Linked DNA regions of Rattus norvegicus: region 2 is linked to region 1. The links are chromatin contacts, called in public Hi-C maps. All regions are on one chromosome and are shown on one strand. The core of a region is the stretch at or near the end of the contact, and the rest is flanking DNA. Distances in the headings are between cores, read along the strand shown.

Region 1 (2,631 bases), core at 46-2,545:
CCCCCCCCAGGGGGAACTAGCAATAGATCTAGAGCACAAATTGATGTAAGACATCTTGACTCTTACAATAACCTAAAGATATTTATTTACGTGAACCAACAGTGGCCAGGATCTTTTTGTAACAGCTATTTAAAATAGCATAATTTGTATGCCTGTGATATGTAGTTGATTATTTATGTGTTTGTGTATTCTTTAATAATAGTCTCAAACAAACAGGATTGGAGTTTTCTTCCTCCCGAATGTGTCAGGGCAGGTGCTGTTAGGCTCGCTCACATGATGCTTGTTACACTTCAATGAAACTCAACCAGTCTGTACTTGAATTCTGTTCCCGTTGTCTGGAAGCTGGGTTAGCCGTCTAATGATACAGCATCTTTTATGGGTTGATAGAAAGGATATTATCTACTTTTTAAAAGACATATTTTAAGACTAATAAAAGACGTAGTAGACCACCCCAAAGTGACACTGTGGTGATGTGTATTTTATATTGCTGGACCTTCCACCGGCTCCATCCGCAGGTTGACAGGTGGTTCTCTTTGGAGAATGGTGAAAGGATTTGCACCTGGCCCCACTGTGACTCCCACAGATCTCCTAGGAGACGCAATCCAGGAGCAGATGGTACTTAGCATCTTGCTGCTTGGCAGTCCCTCACCTGTGCTCTCAGAAGGTGTGGCTATCATCAGAGTGTTGCTTGGCCCTGGTGAGATGGAACAAAAAAAAAAAAAAGGTGAAACAGGAACTTGGGGACATGTGCTCTGCAGTTCTGCAGAAGTCTTTTTGGTCAAAAAACAAAACAAAACAGCAAAACACTTGTCGCTCTGGTCTTTCAAAGCTGTCAATTCTTTCTCTTTGTGTTCCGTTTTTGAAGTGTCAATCACTAATTGAGCTTCAAGGCTGTCTGTTTGCCAGGCATAAGGCAAGTGTTACAGTTTTCTTGATAGTTCAGTGAGAAGCAAACTTTCAGTTTCAACTTTCCAGCTTGGTTCCCCACACCCCACTCTTGAGAAATTAGGCTTACACTGCCCCCATTCCATTGAGATGCTTGTCCTCAAAGGGTTAATCAGCAGAGAGGGACATTTGCACAGCTTTACTAGCAGGGATCCTGTTGGGACATGAACAGGCCCCTACATATTGTCCCATGAGGAGAAGGAGCCTGATCTGGGGTCGCCCCTTCTGTCACAGTGACTCTGGTCAGGGACAGCTATTTGAAAAGCTGGGTAGAACATTCTTACAGCAAGGCTCAGCCTGTGAGTAGAGCCACTGCCTATCAGTGGCACAGTGGGCCATCTGGGCTCTGTGCCACATGTGAGACAGCTGTCTCTATCCCAATGCACACAAGGGGCTCACTGCCTGAGGCCAGAATCCACAGATGCAGATGAGTTTCTCACAGTTAGCAATGTAGTCACACATCAGAGCTCCACAACAAGAAGACTGAAATGAAAGCCGACATTAAAACTGGGAATTCCAGCGACTTGTCCTCCACATGAGCATTGTGCTGGCAGTGGTGGGTGGCGGTGGAGAATGGTCCCTCCCCACACATCCCTTAAGTCTTCAGTGTCACAGGGAGGAACTTGAGGGTGAGCTAAGGTGCTTTGTCACAGCAATGGCCGGGCTCAAACATAGCTGCATCAAGAAAGCAACATAAAGCATAGAATGGGCAGAATTCAGTTCCCTATGAGGGACATGGTGATTTAAATACCACGTTTCTTTACGCTTTTGTTGAACAACTTACAAACATTCTATATAGGCAAGGGGCTTTTTAGAAACCTTTGAAGACTTAATGGGAGTCAAGTTTAATTCTCAGACTTAACTAATTAAAAGCCAGCAGGGTATGCAGCCGGAGAGTCGGTGCAGACGTTAAGAGTACGGATTGCTCTTCCAGAGGACCTTAGCTTGATTATCAGCACCCACAGAGTGGCTCATATATAACCCTGTTTAACACCAGTTCCAGGGGATCCCACACCCTTTTCAGGCACCCATGTGGTACATATATATGCAATGTAGACAAAACACTCATACAGTAAGGTTAATGATTTAAATTGAGAGAGAGAGAGAGAGAGAGAGAGAGAGAGAGAGAGAGAGAGAGAGAGAGAGAGAGAGGAATGCAAGGCTAGTTAGTCCAGAAGGCAAGGAGTTGGACAATTCTTAAAGGTGTCTGGAACACTCCCGAGTTATTTGTTGATGGTAACAATGGTTCCTTTCATTATGCAGGCTCTGCAGATCAGAAATCTTTACAGTACCACCTATTTCTGATGGTAGCTGTCACTGTAGAGACAAAAGCTGAAGCTCTCAAAGGCTACACCACTTGTGTGGACAGGGAAGGCACTTGGCTTTGTCCTGAACTGTTATTACAAAAACCACAAGAAGGTGGTTTTGCAGGGGACAGGAAAAGGCAAAGACACCTGAGAAACAGGTTGTGACCATGACCACCAGGGTGATAGATTCAGGCCTTCCCTGTTTGTTGTACGCGTTCATTTCTCTCATTGCTAGAGAGGCTTTGGGGTTTCTGGACAGGTGCTTCATAAACACTCTTTGGATAAGAGAGCAGCTGGGAGTTGGACGGGAAGGAAGGCATGGGGAGACTCAGCACGAGCTCAGGCAGTAAATTGCTAAGTAGAAATAAGACACGTGAGA
Region 2 (2,631 bases), core at 79-2,578, 57 kb before region 1:
GTCTACAAATATTCTTTCCATTTCCATAGTCATCACTCAAAGTGCTCACGGCCAGGAGATAAATGCCTCTTATCATAACCTCAACTCCAGCCATCTTCTTTCCTCCCTGCCCCCGGACAAGGGACTGATACTCAAACCCGCATATTATGGCATGAGTTTCCAATTAGAGTCCACCCCCAAGGTAGCTGTGAGTGTGACCCAACACATTTGCCGACTGCGGCAGGATGCACTTTCAACGGCTCCCATACCTTGCACAGCCATAAAATGTAAAAATAATGTAAAAATAATGTCTATGCTCATTCTACCGTATTCCAGAGCTTCTGTCCCCTTGTTGTCGAGGTCCATTCCCATCCCCTGCACAAGGCTGAGGACTTCTGCTACTATCATATCTCAAAACTCTCAAAATTAAATTCTTATACCAAAATGGCGTACCTGCCCTGGCCGCCAGAATGCCTTCACTGAAATCATTTCCCTCATGTGTCTTATGAAATGTAAACCAGGTCGCTTTCCCTCTGATCCTACCCTGTTCAGCTCTCTTTTATGATGTGATATTTACTGGGCTCCTGACTTGTACCACTCAATACTCTAAGGTATGTCAGTACTTAAGATGAATTCCATCCGCCATAACTGTAGCGTCCTTGAACAGAAAGAAAAAGGAGCACCGAGTGTCTTTCCTGTTGGCTCAGGGTTCAAGAAGATGGGAAGCAGGCTAGTGAGTCTCCCTACCTCTTTTTAATCAAACGAGGAGATGGCTCTTTTGTTATTCTGGACATTGCAGTAGAAGTCCAGACAGAAGTTCTCTCTGGACCACCCCAGTAGACGGAGTAAGAGAACTGCAGCACTATCCCTGAATTAAACCGTGTGATCTCCAATCCTCCTCCTAGGGGCGCATTATAAATGCACATAGGTGAGTCCCTACCAACCCCCATAACAGGACAGCAGCTCAACAGCATGGGATTCTTATCCAAAGGCCCGCAAAACATTACTGAATATGTCGGGGTCCGATTCCGGGGAACATATAGTTTTTAAAAAGTACAGAGAACCCTGCGGGTAACTACGTTGTTTACTAATAGGGGTCGAAGGTTATTAGCTATGACACTGAAAGCAATTAACACTATTATTGCAGAAGCAATGATCTATGTCCATTTTGGGCTATCGCTTCTAAATTTCCACACTGCACTGTTGTGACAGACGGGGGTTTTGACTTGCTCCTTTTAGCAAGACATTGAAAAGATTAAACAAGCGTTGTCTTTTTCAGGAAAAACCCAGAACCCGTGCAGTGACAGGTTGGACCTAATTCCTCCAATCCTGAGTCAGCCCACGTGCCCAGATACCCGGTAGAGATTTTTCCTTTACAGTGTGTGTTGTGGTCAGGATCAAAAGGGAAGAGTTAGGCTTAGGGTCACGTGGGTGTCACCACAGGTACTGAGCTGCGCTTGGGGCCCCGCCAGGTGTACCCGCCCAGAGGCGTCTCCCGCTTAGGACCCTTCACCCCACCGGACACTGGAGTAGAGCGAGGTGAGAGACAGGAAGGTCATCCTGATTCCAGCCTCAGGCACGTCCGGGCGCGGCGATCGCAGGGGACAGACAGAGCGGCCACACCGCTTGGGCTCTGCCGCGCGCCCGCGCCGCACCGAGCCGACTCCGAGGCGCCCCGGGCTTGCGGTCAGAGCCTGGGGAGAGGTGAGGGCGGCACCACGCTGGGTGGGGGTCGCGGGAAGTCGCAGCTGCTGTCACTCTGGCTTCCAAGCCGCGCAGCTTGGCAGGAGGAGGTCCCCGCGCGAGCCTGGGTGTGCGCGGCCTCGCGGCTGCGTTCCAACTTCTCTACGGAGCCGCGCTCCAGCCCGGGAGCGCGCTCCCGTCTTGCGCGCACCCCTGCACACCCTCCTTCCCCCCTACACCCCCCCCCTCCTCACTCCCTCTCTCTAGTCCTCTCCCTTTCATTCTCACGCTCCTAGGCCGACCCATGGAAGTTGCATCCTGGACAGTCCGGGCTGCGACGCTGAAGAGCACCGAGCCAGTGCTCGGCCGAGCCTCCCGCCCGGATCCCGGGCAAAGACCGCCCAAAACCTGCTGTTGACCTTCGTCTGCACTGCTCAATGGTGACCCGAGTCTTCGCTGTCCTAGTTGCAGCCATTTGGCATCCCCAAGACTGCCAGAGCACCCGGGATCTGCAAACCTGGGTGAGTTACTGGCCTTCCTTGGCCATCCTTGTTATGGTGAGAGAACCTGTTTACCCTGCAAACTTGAGGCGCAGAGCAGAGCAAAGCAGAGCAGCCTGCCTTGCAGGACATGCTTCAGATGGCAGGGAGGATAAATAGGCTCTCAGAGTCCAAAGCGACAAGTGCAGAGGTATAAAGGTGAAGAGGAATTCTTGTTTCTGGTCGCACGTGTATCTTTCCCTTTAAAAGCCGTGACTTGGGAAATGGTTTTCTTCCCAGCAGGAGGCGGGAACTAAGATCACTCAGCAGCCTGAAAGTTTCCAAAGCTGAGGATGAAAATACAGTTTATTGGCAGGAAAGTCAAAATAGGATGGTGAGATCTATACAATGATACATGTCTCTCGTGTGCGCCTGTTTGCGTTAACTTGAGCTGTCGTCATAAATAACATGTTTGCAAGGATGCAAACAA

Evidence for each region. Hi-C and Micro-C count contacts between places; a contact is called where the count stands out from the background.
Region 2: a Hi-C map of frontal cortex shows a contact between it and region 1, with 2.7 times the contacts expected there. The contact joins the promoter of Trmt9b here to the enhancer-like site in region 1. A contact is called at or near these places in 3 of 12 Hi-C or Micro-C datasets (frontal cortex, liver and prefrontal cortex) and 1 of 1 datasets of contacts at active chromatin or transcription factors (oligodendrocytes).

The regions. Positions count from the first base shown.
Region 1 is chr16:62,437,450-62,440,080 of GRCr8, reverse strand. It overlaps a transcript of Trmt9b not described here. Among named protein-coding and RNA genes, the nearest start is that of Trmt9b, 57 kb to the left of the region's middle. Within about 2 kb of position 1,295, at least 16 of the 93 cell types and tissues checked have an H3K27ac peak or open chromatin away from gene starts, as enhancers often do.
Region 2 is chr16:62,494,215-62,496,845 of GRCr8, reverse strand. Trmt9b (tRNA methyltransferase 9B (putative)) reads left to right here and starts at 1,328. Exons shown (of 6, transcript NM_001107314.1): 1 at 1,328-1,665; 2 at 1,959-2,183.